Linked DNA regions of Sus scrofa: region 2 is linked to region 1. The links are chromatin contacts, called in public HiChIP or PLAC-seq maps. All regions are on one chromosome and are shown on one strand. Each heading gives the region's core, a stretch centred on a gene start, on an enhancer-like site or on the middle of the called end of the contact. The rest is flanking DNA. Distances are from core to core; before and after follow the strand shown. Region 1 overlaps KLHL7 (kelch-like protein 7). Region 2 overlaps TRA2A (transformer 2 alpha homolog).

Region 1 (7,605 bases), core at 821-3,320:
AACAACACTTTTGTTGCCTTATGTTTATATATTTTTGGTCTGTCTTTAAAATGGTTTGACAGTCCCCACTCCCACTTTCTGAGCATTTAGTTAAGGTGAGTTGGGCAGGCCCTCCTGTTTTTCAGGATAAATGCACATGCTCCTCCAGGTAAAAAGACCAGCAGACAGCTCCAAAATGGGAGAGCCTGTTCCCTGCCCCCAAGGCCTTGCCACAGTGAGCTGTCAAAGTGCATTAAACAGTGTCTGCTGTAGAAAGAATTCCATATACATATACCTTTCTTCTCTAAATATGTCTTTGATATAAAGTAAGAATGTTTTTACGTATCTCTGAGTCTGCTGAAATTTCAAATTAAGGAAGTCCCACAAAACACAGTTCCTTCCTCTTGTAATTCACATGCAGAGTATGTACTAGGTCATCACTCTTCCCAACCTGAGTTTAGTGTTCAGCAGCTTTTCTTAAAATTCTGTTTGCATGGTGTTTCCATATGTTTCATTTCTTAGCTTCCAATTAAACATATTCTAGTTAAAAAAACATTTATTGCATTTATTGGCATTCCTGCCTGGCTCAGTGGTTAATGAACCTGACTAGCATCCATGAGGACAAAGGTTCGGTTGCTGGCCTCGCTTAGTGGGTTAAGGATCCGGCGTTGCCCTGAGCTCTGGTGTAGGTCACAGACGCGGCTCAGATCCAGTGTTGCTGTGGCTGTGGTGTACGCCAGCAGCTACAGCTCCGATTTGACCCCTAGCGCCTGGGAACCTCCATATGCTGCAGGTACAGCCCTGAAAAGACAAAAATACAAAAAAAAAAAAACAAAAAAAACCAAAAAACCCTCACTAAAATAACTGTCCAAATTGGGAAGAAATAGTCTTACCAAAAATAAGCTGGGGGAACATCACATATTAGAAAGGAAATCATAGTAGTATATAACATCTTTCATTTTGAGATATGGATAATTATATTCACACCAGCTTTTCACTTAGGAAAATGTAAGAGCATTGTTCAATTCCTTGTTAGTTAATTACACTATACCACCACCCCACTATTCAATAGCTAGCACATTTCCTTTAGCTATATTGAATGGCTTCCACCACGATCAGAAAAACTGGCTAACCATTCGATTTTTTGTTAGTATTCTACCTTTTTTAAAAGCAAGTTATTTGCTTCCCAGTTGATTTAAGAATAATTTTATTTAATAAATATGAATCCAAACATACTTTAGCAAAGCAGAAACTCAAAAAAGGGCAGTATATCTAGGGGTGTGATTCATTAATGCAGTGGACCAATATGTAAATACGTCTAATGAAAGGCAAATTTACTATTGATCATAAACTGTCTCCCCCCCAACACACACCTGCCAATCTCTCAAAGAAAAATACTTTATGAATTTGATGAATCAGTCATATTTGTCTCATTCACAGGCATTTATTGCACAAGCAGGAACAGAAAGAGAGGGAATCCTACAGGGTATAAGGTAAAACTATCTCTTAAGGTGTAGAGAAGAGTCCAGGCTGTAAACATGCCCCCTGCCCCCAGCACATTCAAAACCGTATGTACATTCCCCCCCCCTTTTTTTTTTGTCTTTTTAGGGCTGCACCCACAGCATATGGAGATTCCCAGCCTAGGGGGTCGAATCAGAGCTGCAGCTGCCACCATATGCCACAGCAATGCAGGATCCAAGCTGTGTCTGCAACCTACACCACAGCTCATGGTGACGCTATATCCTTAACCCACTGAGTGGGGCCAGGGATCAAACCTGTATCCTCATCGATACTAGCTGGGTTCATTACCACTGAGCCATGACGGGAAATCCCTGTATGTACATTCTTAATGTGAGAATAAAAATCCTTCCTTTGGGTTCCTTCTGGCTTTTGACATCTTCCATTGAGCTTACAGAATACAATTAATTGTGAAATAAGAGTTTTAAATTGATACATACGTTTCTGTGGCAGGATCATAGACTTCACAGGAATTCAATACTCGCCCAGAAACATTGTTTCCTAAACTTCCACCACAAACATAGATCAGGCCATTGGCTTCCACCATCCCGTGGCTGCAGCGCTGAGTCAGCATGCTGGGCTTTGTGTGCCAACTTTCAGTTCTCGTATCGTAGCACTCAAATAAATACAGAGCTGAGTTTCCTATAAAAGAAAAGGACCCCATCAAGCTTAACGTCGTGTGTGTGTGTGAGCTTGGAGTGAGCTGACTGTAGAACTGCATTGTTAATTACTGGAGGAAAGAATTTAGGGTTATAAAGTCTTTTTTATACTGAATCAACAACAGCAAAACACAGAAATAGTTTAAGAAAAAGATACTCCTGGAGTTCCTGTTGTGGGCGCAGTGGTTAACGAATTCAACTAGGAACCATGAGGTTGCGGGTTCAATCCCTGGCCTCGCTCAGTGGGTCAAGGATCCGGCGTTGCTGTGAGCTATGGTGTAGGTCGAAGACATGGCTCGGATCCCGTGTTGCTGTGGCTCTGGCATAGGCCGGTGGCTACAGCTCCGATTCGATCCCTAGCCTGGGACCCTCCACACTGCCTCAGGAGCAGCCCAAGAAAAGGCAAAAAAAAAAAAAAAACAAAACAAACAAACAAAGAAAGATACTCCTGTTTGCAGAGACTTTGGAAAATATTGAAAAAAGGATCGGCTGGAGAGAGTTATTTATTGGTAATTAAACTTAAAAATTTTGTATAAACTTTTTATTTCAAAAGGAAAATCAAGTAAGACATTATGCATGACTTCCGGCCCGGTTATCCATGATGAGGATTAATAACTGAACTTCAAATGTTTATATAGATGGGAAAAGCATAGCCATTTACAGAGGGTAAATCCACATGCTGAAATATGAAAACTACTAGCTCACAGTATAGTCTTGTCATTTAATTTTCTATAAGAGCCAAAACATCATTAACAAAACTATTCTTCCTGACTACTCTCAGTGGTTGTGTGGGTAGGCCCTGAAGTCATGCTGGTCCATTCTTGAGTATACACTCTGGTATACTTTGATTATACAGTTTAATGGCAAACACACTCTCCCTGTTTTGCTACTTTTGCACATTATAGGAGCTCAATAAAGAGTTTTAGAGGAGTTTTCATTGTGGCTCGAAGGGTTAAGAATCTGACTAGTTTTCCATGAGGATGTGAGTTTGATCCCTGGCCTTGCTTAGTGGGTTAAAAAATCTGGCATTGCTGTGAGCTATGGTGTAGGTTGCAGACATGGTTTGGATCTGGCGTTGGTGTGGCTGTGGTGTTGGCTGGCAGTTGCAGCTTTGACTTGACCCCTAGCCTGGCAACTTTCATATATGGCCCTAAAGGAAAAAAAAAGTTGAAAAAAAAAGTTTTAGAAAGTGATAGTATTAAAGATCAAGTGCTTTTTTCCTTTCCCAAGAAAAAAGAAGTTAGGACTTTACCAAATTATTGTTCATCTCCCACATTTCTGGATTCTTCTAATGCTAACAACAACAATATCTTCATAATTTTCTATCAAAACCAAAGTGTATGAAGATCAAACAGTAACAAAATAAAGAAGCAGTAGTCATGACTAACAATAACTTTTTTTTTTTTTTGTAGTGACAACACAGGATCCTTAACCCACTTTAAAACAAGAGAGCTCGAATAACTTCTTTATAGGTTTTTTTTTTTTAAATTTTTTATCTTTTTTTTTTTTTCTTTTTCTAGGGCTGCACCCAAGGCATATGGAGGTTCCTAGGCTAGGGGTCTAATCGGAGCTGTAGCCGCTGGCCTATGCCACAACCACAGCAAAGCAGGATCCAAGCCGTATCTGGACCTACACCACAGCTCACGGCAACACCGGATCCTTAACCCACTGAGTAAGGCCAGGAATCGAACCTGCAACCTCATGGTTCTTAGTCAGATTTGTTAACCACTGAGCCATGACGGGAACTCCTCTTTTTAGCTTTTTAACATTTTCAACTTGGTATATTCAGTCAGTTGACACTAATAGGAAACACATAGCAGATTTCAAAAGTTAACTATTTAAGTAAAAAAAAACTAACTTAAGTAAATGCTGCTGAAATGAAGTTATCAACTATTGTTTCTATAAAATGGTATCTATAAAAACCTTCCTATCTTTAGGATTTACTGTATTTGAAATATGATCTATTAGGCATTCTATGAAGAATGCTTTTAAACAGAGGAAAAGGAGTCCCCACTGTGGTGCAACGGGCTTGGTGGCATCTTGGGAGCACTGGGACACTGGTTTGATTCTGGGCCCGTCACAGTGGGTAAGGATCCGGCATTGCCACAGCTGTGGCTTAGGTCAACACTGCTGCTTTGATCTGATCCCTGGCCTGGGAACTCCACATGCTGTGGGGTGGCCATAAAAAGAAAGAAAGAAAAAAAAAAAGGAGAAAAGACCACTTTTTTTTTTTTTTTTTTGGTCTTTTTTGCCTTTTCTAGGGCCGTTCTCGCAGCATGTGGAGGTTCCCAGGCTAGGGATCGAATCGTAGCTGTAGCCACCGGCCTACGCCAAAGCCACAGCAACGTGGGATCCATGCCGAATCTGCAACCTACACCACAGCTCATGGCAACACCGGATCCTTAACCCACTGAGCAAGGCCAGGGACTGAACCCACAACCTCATGGTTCCTAGTCGGATTCGTTAATCACTTCGCTACGACGGGAACTCCAAAAGAAAACTTCTTAAATCACATCTAGAAAATCATACAAAATCATAATCTTTCTTGTATTCATTTTACATATTCTGGGGTAAAAACTTTAATAAATCTGCTGACCAAAAGTAAAACATTCTTTGGCTTAATATAAAAATCATCAAATAAAAAGACAATATTTAAATTCCATACCTTAGGTTTACTTGGTCTTCCTAGTTTTCTTTTTCCCCCCCCTTGTTTCCTAGTTTTCTTTATAAGCCCATTATTTTGCTAAAGAAAGCACTTGAAAACATGAAAGCACATAAAAGCTATTATGTGTCTAGTTTGCACCTAGAATATTTTCTTAGAAAAATTATTCATTTAGAAAAAGACCATTAGTGGACACTAACAAATTATCAGTGAGAAAGTTTTTTGCTTCTATACCCACACCCTGTTCTGATCAGTAAGTGTGAGATACCATTATCAGTCATTTTATTAAAAAGTTAAAGAATAAAGAAAATGAAAAATACTTACTTTTTTTCTGGTATAAAGAAAGCAAAACCACAGATTTTTTATTTTGTATTTTTTTGCTGTTTTAGGGCCACACCCATGGCATATGGAAGTTCCTAGGCTAGGGGTCGAATTGGAGCTACAGCTGCTGGCCTAGGCCACGGCAATGTCAGATCTGAGCCACGTCTGCAACCTATACCGCAGCTCATGGCAACAGCAGATCCTTAACCCACTGAGCAAGGCCAGGGATTGAACCTGAGTCCCCATGGATCCTAGTCAGGTAAGTTACCACTGAGCTACAACTGGAACTCCCGAAAACACAAATTTTAAAAGCTTAAATGTAGTAAAGAGATCTTAAAGGGTCTATGAGTAAGCCAAACTCTGAAATCTTTAAAGCAAGTAATATTACATACAATAAAACTAATTCTGATGTCATCAGTGAAACTAAAATCCAGATGATGTCAATGAAAGTTTTGTCATAACAAAATGGACAATTAACATAACCAAGGAAGTTGAAGTCCTTGCAAGTTAATGATTTATAAAATTTATAAAGGTTTACCTTATAAATTTATCAGAGAAATGTGCTCTGAAATATGAGTTATGTATTCATATATGTTCAAAAGTAATTGGAGAAATAACACCAACTGTTTATTTAAACAGCCAGCATACTCAGCTTTAAGGCACTTCCCCTAAACACAAATATAGAGTAAGTCCTTACCAACTTCGGAACCTCCAGAGGTATAAATTTTGCCTTCTGCAGCACAGGCAGCAAGGCTGTCTCGAGGTGTTGGAGGGCCCAGTTTGGAATACCAGCTATCCTTAACGACATTATAACAGTCCATTCGTTTTATGGGGAAAAGCTGAGAGCCACCCAAAATGTACACTACATTGTCCCAAAACACGCAAGCTGCATCTCTTCGTTTTTCAAAGGGGCAGCGGATGTCTGTCCAGCTATAATCCTGTAATAGGAAAGGATGAAAGCTTTCAGTAATGGAAAACTTGAAAAGGATGAAGCAAAGATATAGTTGAGAACATAACAAAACCTAAGAGTATGTTAATTTATCAGAGTACATAAAAGAATGTTTGGTTTCCAATGGAAATGAATCCGACTAGGAACCATGAGGTTGTGGGTTTGATCCCTGGCCTCCCTCAGTGGATTAAGGATCCAGCGTTGCCATGAGCTGTGGTGTGGGCCGCAGATGCGGCTCATATCTGGCATTGCTATAGCTGTGGCGAAGGCCACCAGTTGTAGCTCTGATTCAACCCCGAGCCTGGGAATCTCCATATGCGGTGGGTAGGGTGCTAAAAAGGTAAGAGCACTGCACCAAGCTCTAACCACTAGGCAACCAGGGAACTCCCTGCATCCTCACCTTTTTAAGGCAAAGAAGCTACAGTGTTTCTGCTGCTTTCTGAAAATGGCTGAAAAATAATTAGTGTCAGACAGAAATCCAAACAATTCCCAATCTCACCAAGCAAAGCACTGTGATTAATGTTGAGTTCCCTTTAGGAAAATCTGACTGATATCTACCATGCTAGCGTCATTTTAGGCATTCACTAAATTAGATCAAAGTATACAGAACATAAGAAGTGGTCTCTCAGGAAAAATAAGAGGCCCTGATGTAGAATACCTTGACTTCTAGTGATGATAAACATTCTGCTTTTGCAGTTCCCTCGTGGCTCAAGGGGTTAAGGATCCAGTGTTATCACTGCTGTGGCTTTGGTTACAGCTGCAGTGTGGGTTTGATCTCTGGCCCAGGAACTTCCACATGCCACTGACGCAGTAAAAACAACAACAAAAACAAAACAAAACAAAAAAATCCCAAACCCCCACATTCTGCTTTTTAAGTTATCAGAAAAAAGAGCCTTAATACCTTTTTTATTCTCAAATTAGGATCTATGAGTACCACTAGGTTACTCAATGGTATTTTTACTGGTAGGCACACAAAACTGTAGGATAACCTACAGTTTTCCCAAAGCTTCAGTTTTACTCAGTGGATCTGCAAAACTGAGGGAGAATATTTTAACATCTGTTTTCACCACTGTGGCCCAGATTCAATCCCTGGTCTGGGAACTGAGATCCCACATCAAGTGTTGCATGTTGTGGGAAAAAAATTTTCCTTAGGTTAGCAACATGAATGGACCTAGAAATTATCATGCTAAGTGAAGTCAGCCATACAATGAGACACCAATATCAAATGCTTTCACTGACATGTGGAATGTGAAAAAAGGACAGACTGAACTTCTTTGCAGAACAGAGGCTGACTCACAGACATTGAAAAACTTACGGTCTCCAGAGGAGACAGTTTGGGGGGTGGGGAGATGTGCTTGGGTTGTGGGATGGAAATCCTGTGAAATTGGATTGTGATGATCATTATACAACTACAGATGTGATAAATTCATTTGAGTAATAAAAAAGAAAAAAAAAGTTTTCTTAGGGAAACTGTATCACAGAATGAAAAAAAAACCCAATAAAATACAAGTAATGAT
Region 2 (7,023 bases), core at 1,457-3,956, 350 kb before region 1:
TAGGAAAGAAAATATAATTGACTAAATTTTGTCGTAAGTAACACTGACAGTTAACCAACAAAATTGCCTTCTACTCGAGGTAAAACTTTTGAGCATCTGCTGCCTTTTTAGTAAAAGCCAGGTGTTCTTAAGGGAAAGAGAACTTGGAGTCTGATTTGAGATGACTGACAGCTCATATCTGGGTAAAAGTAAGTATATGATGAAGTGGTATGTGATAAAATTAATAAAGAATTTGAAGCAGTTTTGTGTGCCTATGAGAAAGGGAAAGCTTTAGTATGGAAAAAGTACATTGGCTCTTATGATTAGGGAAATATGAACATTGTAAGGGTGGAACAGTGAGGTTGCTAGAGTAATGAGACATGATAGATTTGACTAGTCAGGTATTGAAGCATTTCGAATTTTAGTTTTAGGAATTTGGACTTAATCTAGTATTCACTAATGAGCTGTCTATGGATTCTTAATTCTTGGATGGCATAGTGAATTTTAGCAAAGAACAGAGACCGGTACAGGAAGATCAGCAGGGCACACTTGAAATATTTAAGGTAGGAGCTTATGAAAAATTAGGTCTAAACTGAATAGACATTTTCAAGGGATCCAGGAGAATAGTAGTGCCATTAAAATAGGCCAACATGAGCAATTTGTTTGTGACATGTATATCAAGTTAACAGAACCTTAAGAGGAAATGTCTTTTGGAGCTGGCAGTGAGGTTGGTACTTGAACTATGAGTTTTGCATGTCATCTTCATAAAAAGAATGAGTTGTTTCTAATTTTTTTCTTTCACAATGGCCCACAAATTTATATTGGTGTTTTTAAAAGAGGTTAAAGACTTTTTTTTTTTATCATGTAAGGGTCTTATTATAATTCCACAATTGTCTGTGCTTTGTAGGATAAAGAGGAAAGATAGTCCTTATTCTTTCCTCCTTTATTCAGAGCTTGTTCTGGCTTCTTGAATACCTGGAATATTATAAAACAGACTCCCAGTGTTCCCCTCTTAATATATGAAATGATTAATCGTATGATAAAAATAAAGAGCAAAACACAAATTTGGCTGTTTTGATTTGGAATTTAAATTTGTGTGTATTAAGATAGCTTGTTAAAGAATAGCAGAAATGGGGGAAGATTTTTATATACGAGATTCTCTCACTGAGGGGTAGTAATTTGCTCAATCTAAGCAGAAAGTGGGATTTTTTAAAGGAGCTCTGCAACTAATTGTATCCACGATGCCTAACTGTAATTTTATAGATTTGTCATAGATCCTTCTTATGATTTGTACCATTCCTAAAATAAGTTTAAGTTGTTTTGAGATCTGAAAGAATATCAAGAGATTTAAATATTTAGGAATGAGAGTCATTAAAAAATACAGGTAAACATTGTTCATGGACTTAGTTTTGTAAATGAACTGAAGTTATTTACTCATGATATAACATTTGTAGTATAACAAGTGTGAAATGGTCATGAATAATCAGCATAATAGTGTTTTAGAACTTGTGAACAGTGAAAACCTCTTTGATAGCATTAGCGGGTATTCAGGCATCAAGTAACTAACCTAGGGACCACAAACAGTGAGTGAATCTGATTATTTGTTCACATGTCCTAACAGATTTAGTAGGAAAGAGTGGAAGTGAAAAAATGGTAATGATCAGATGGGGAAAAGAATCAATAGACACTGTTTAAAAAAAAAAAAGTTTGAGTTCCCATCATAGCTCAGTGGTTAACGAATCTGACTAGGAACCAAGAGGTTTCGGGTTCGATCCCTGGCCTCACTCAGGGGGTTAAGGATCCGTTGTTGCCATGAGCTGTGGTGTAGGTCGAAGACACAGCTGGGATCTGACATGGCTGTGACTGTGGTGTAGGCCAGCGACTACAGCTCCGATTTGACCCCTAGCCTGGGAACCTCCATATGCCACTGGTGTGGCCCTAGAAAAGACAAAAAGACATAAATAAATAAATAAAACAAGTTGAAAAGAACAAAAGGAAATGTGGTTTTTTCCTACCTCATTTAAGTTACTTCCATTTATAGTTTTGTATAATCCTTATGAACTCATGATTTTCACTAAATGTGTGAGTGACTAGGCCTGACCAGTGTGAGGTAGAAGAACAGTTATCCTTGTTTTTTTCCCTTAAAACTGAGGTCCTGTAATCTTGCTTATTCAAGATTTGTAAATACTCCATGGCACTTCTGTAAAAGGTTCTTAGTTTTTAGTTGCTCTTAGTTTCTAATATAGCTAAACCACTTTAAGTCCTTTTACACTAGTTTTCTATGCCTTCGAAATTGCCACTTAGACACGAGCTTTTTGGAGTTACAATTGATCACAGCATATAAGCTGGTCATTTTATGAACCATGTTTGAAATTAGTACAGAAGATTTGTAAATTTTATAGGTAATTTAATAGTTGTAACATGAATTTAAATTTGATTATATATGTATAAATGCCAATTTCTAAATAATATGTTACACAAAAAACATACAAGTTAGAGTATCTGTGAGTCTTTTTTGATACAAAGACTTTAATCTCACTTAGAATGCAGCATGCTGGTATGACTTTTAAGAGAAGGGAAATTATCACTTAAAAATAGTTAATGAGGAGTTCCCGTTGTGGCTCGTAGTGAACCCGACTAGTATCCGTGAGGATGCAGGCTCAATCCTTGGCCCCACTCAGTGGGTTAAGGGTCATCTGGAGTTGCTGCCAGTTGCAGTTTAGGTTGCGTATGCAGCTCAGATCTGGCATAGGCTGGCAGTGGTAGCTCCGATTAACTGGGAACTTCCATGTGCCATGGGTGCAGTCCTAAAAATAAATAACGCTAATGAGGGTGTTGTGGTTGTGGCTCAGTGGGTTAAGGGTCTTGCGTTGCTACCAGCTGTGGTATAGGTCAAAGATCTAGCTGGGATCTGGTGTTGCTGTAGCTGTGGTGTAGGCCAACAGCTGCAGCTCCAGTTCAGCCCCTAGCCTGGGAACTTCCATATGCTGCAGGTGCAGCCCTAAAAAGACTAAATAAAAATAGCTAATGTTAATGAGCAATTGGAGTTAGAGAGTAAGAGTATTTCTTTTGTAAACCTGAGAGTCTGAAAAAGAAGCACCATATAAAATGAAAGAATTGAGTAACACAGAAGGTTTCCCACAAGTCCTAAAGAATGAAGTTCTTGGTACAATAAATATTATAGTTATTTGGATAATTTAAGTACCCCCCCAAAAAAAATACAATTTACGTAAATACACTAGATGATTTCTATGGAAATCTCTAATTTCACCAAGGAGTGGGAAAATATATTTTGAAAAAATTTGTATTAAAAGCTTATGCTAAAAAAAAAAAATCCGTTTTTTTTTGTTTTTGTTTTTTTTTTTTTTTTTAGAAAAAAGCTTATGCTATATTCATATAGACTTGGATTTGTGTAAACCTGGTACTTGGGACAGAATTTGCTTTGCCATAATATTAGGGTCACAGTGTAGCATTTATATAGGTTTATTTTAATGGATTTTACTTGGATTTTTTTTCCATCTCTAACTATTAGCTGTATTAAGTGACATTGCAATTAGTGTTTGCTGTTAGAATTGTTCTCATGTTCTGCAGCAGCATGTGCATATTTAGTCAGCTTTTTTCATGATTAAAAAAATAGTACATTGTTAGTGAGGTTATTTACAGTGTATAAAATACAACTATTTTAATACAGAAAAGAAAAATAGTTTTTAAGCTGCTTGTATTCGATACTCTATAGTACTTTCTTTTTTTGATAAGCAAGAAATAGATTTATTAAGATAGATGCTTGTGGGAGATTCAGGCAGGCAGACAAGGAGGCTCTTCCCCAAGGATTAGGTGGGCTAAATTTTTATAATCTAAGGGAAGTGGGGAGTCTCTGTAATACTTTCTGAGTACTCATTGTTAGCTCCTCTTTGTTTTTGGCTATGTCCTTCGGCTACCACTACAGCCTTCTAATTGATAGAGAATAGTTTACAGAACAAATGGACACTAAGCAGGTTGTACTGTGAGAATTTTCTGCCAGGCTCATGGTTTATAGTAGGTAAGGTAGACTGGAAGCCTGTCGAACTATGTTTCTGTTGAAATTTCTGGCATGATTTGGGTGAATCATTAATCTATGTCAGGTAAACACTATTTTTAATGGTTGGTGCATCCAAATGGAGGGTACTGAGGAATTTGCTAAACTCCTTGACTGGACAGCTTTAAGAGCAGGTTAAGTGTAGTGTCTACAGAAACAGGAGAGATAACACCCCTTCTCAATATTTCAGTTTATCTTTCTGTTTGCAGTTTCAGTTCTTTTTCTAAATTCTGATTAGCTGTATGAATTTCCCTGGAGAAAGTTCAAATTATTTCATAATTAAGGCAAATCAAAAGTAGAAAAGGGCAATCTAGCATTTGTCCATATAAGGCTTATTGATACTCAAACCTCAGTTCTAATGCACAGTTAGTGAAAATGGCATTTATTTGGTGTTAGCTTTTGATGAATGTTATTTTTAAATGGTAAATGTTAATATGACGTTTTGTGTCTTTGAGAATTAAACTACCAATTCTTAAAATGACAGACCATTTTTTTGGTATTACAGTAAAAATAATTATGAAGAATTAAAAGTTTTGTGTGTTGTAGTTTATTCTTTGGGTTATTTGCTGACAGTTACTGATTTGCCTTTTAAGACTTTTAAATTTCTAAATTGTTTGTGGAGGTTAAAATATTGGTATCTTCATAACTATAAATTAAAGGGGAGGGAGTTCCCCTTTATGGCTCAGTGGAAACAAATCCGACTAGTATCCTTGAGGATGCGGGTTCAATCCCTGACCTCGCTTAGTGGGTCTGGAATCTGGCATTGCCATGAACTGTGATGTAGGTCTTGGATCCTGCGTTGCTGTGGCTGTGGTGTAGGCCGGCAGCTTCAGCACCGATTCGACCCCTAGCTTGGGAACTTCTATATGCTGCAAGTGCAGCCCTAAAAAAAGCAAAATAATAATAATAATTAATTTATTAAAGGGGAGTTAAGAGTACTTTTTCTTAACCTTGAATGATTCCATGAAGAAATACATGCAGATTGAGGTTCCCCTGATTAAAAAAAAAAAATTGAAGGGTAGACAACAAAGTAGGTTAGGTATTTGTGACACCTTGGATAATATAAAGCATGCCTTCTTTGAAATTTGCTGAGGAGTTCCCCTTGTGGCTCAGCAGAAAGGAACCCAATTAGTATCCATGAGATTTTGGGTTCTATCCCTGGCCCCACCCAGTGGATCAAGTATCTGGCATTGCTGTGGCTGTGGTGTAGGCCAGCAGCTGTAGCTCCGATTTGACCCATAGCCTGGGAACTGCCATATGCTGCAGGTGCGGCCCTAAAAAAAAGAAAAGAAAACCCAAAATTTGCTGTTATCTTTTCAAAAAAATATCCTGTCATATCTTAGTGCTTTTGTTAACTAAAAGGAAACCTGAATATTTTCCAGTAGGTTGCTATGTTAGAAATGGGATTTAAAGTTTAAACTTCTTAAGGAGTTACCTTGTTTACATTAATACCTAAGAAATAGTAGTTTTTAGCAATGTTGAATAATTTTCAACTATTATTTTTATGAGGGAAGGCTTAAATCTAATATATAAAGGTTTGATTGCTATCCTAGTAAAATTAAAGGATTTATGGTGTCACAGAACACAAAACTTTCTGTATGTATAACAGGGCTGTGGTGATCTATACTGGGGGTCTATTTTATAGAAGTACTAGGAAAGCTGAAAGGGAGAGGGGAAGATACTCTTAAACCAGCCTAGTTAATGAAGCGGCCATGAGACCAGTTAAAGCAAATTAGCCATACTTTGTTTTTGTTTTTAGTAGTAAATATGCTCCTTTTACAGTTTTAGTGAGTGAAAAGGCCTAAGTTGCTCTCCCTGGTCCAGGCATCTGTCCAAAAATTTAAAGTGTATCTGAGATGTGGTGAAAGACTTGTTGTAGGTAAATAAATGAGCATAGTTGATATTGAGCAGAAAGGTAGCAATATACTTCAGTTTTGTTTTCATCTGAAAAAAAAAAGTACATAGGCCTAGCAGCATTAGTACTGTTCTTGATAAATAAGTCTTTTGACATTAAACTTGAAGGAAAACTTTAAGGAAGTTGAGTGATGGTCTTAATGGCCTAAGTGAAAATTGGTGTGAAATTGGGATGGTTATTTACACTAATAATCAAAGCTTAAGGAGACAGAGAAACCAAATTGTCCATTGGTCATAAGTGCTTCGAATAACTGTCTAAAAAAAAAAAGTTCCCGTTGTTGTTGCTCAGGGTTAAGGAATCTGACTAGTATCCGTGAGAATGCAAGTTCGGTTCCTGGCCTTGTGCAGTGGGTTAAAGGATCCAGCACTGCCACAAGCTGTGGTGTAGGTCGAGGATTCGGCATGGATTTGCTGTTGTGGCTGTGGTGCAGGCCAGCAGCTATAGCTCCGATTTGACCCCTAGCCTTGCATCTTCCATATTCTGAGGGTGCAGCCCAAAAAAGACCCCCCCCCAAAAAAACTAAGCTTTTAATCAGTTTTAACTTAATTGACTTGGAAAGTTTTGATTTATATCCAGATTTTTCAATAGCCAGTCAATTTTCTGATAAAGGATATACTCACAGAACGGACTATATAAGTATGCATAGCTGCATAAAATTTGAACAATAGAGATGGGGGGAAATCATGCTATTAATTTCATAATGTGTATTAGGATATTTCATTGGATAAAATAGAATTTTTAAAATGACTCAGATGCAAAAATACATATACTACTAAGAATTTACAAGCCAAAGGGGAAATTTTTTAAATTTCATACTTTCTTTTTCCCCTTTGTTTTTTTAGTATTCTTGTTTTATTTCAGATCAAATCTTTCTAGTAAAGTCAAACTGAGCAAAGATAGTGGTCAAACAAAATCGAGAGATACTTCATTGAACCTCAGCATATATCCTCTAATGTTCAAGTTTAGATAGCCCATGATGTTTTGTTTTAACTATTCTTAGCATGGCTGAGTGAAAGCTTATTTTAAGATCACTAAGAATCTTCAGGTTGTAAAT

Evidence for each region. HiChIP or PLAC-seq counts read pairs in DNA pulled down with a chosen protein or histone mark.
Region 2: an H3K27ac HiChIP or PLAC-seq map of alveolar macrophages shows a contact between it and region 1. The contact joins two enhancer-like sites. A contact is called at or near these places in 1 of 5 promoter capture datasets (fetal liver) and 1 of 2 datasets of contacts at active chromatin or transcription factors (alveolar macrophages).

What each region holds. Positions count from the first base shown.
Region 1 is chr9:91,959,651-91,967,255 of Sscrofa11.1, reverse strand. It overlaps KLHL7 (kelch-like protein 7), which reads right to left. Exons shown (of 12, transcript XM_021063445.1): 9 at 5,837-6,077; 10 at 1,938-2,139. Among named protein-coding and RNA genes, the nearest start is that of NUPL2, 18 kb to the left of the region's middle. Within about 2 kb of position 2,070, at least 5 of the 83 cell types and tissues checked have an H3K27ac peak or open chromatin away from gene starts, as enhancers often do. A contact at or near this core is called in alveolar macrophages, where this site is marked.
Region 2 is chr9:92,313,469-92,320,491 of Sscrofa11.1, reverse strand. The region is part of intron 1 of TRA2A (transformer 2 alpha homolog); the gene reads left to right. Among named protein-coding and RNA genes, the nearest start is that of TRA2A, 6.6 kb to the left of the region's middle. Within about 2 kb of position 2,706, at least 2 of the 83 cell types and tissues checked have an H3K27ac peak or open chromatin away from gene starts, as enhancers often do. A contact at or near this core is called in alveolar macrophages, where this site is marked.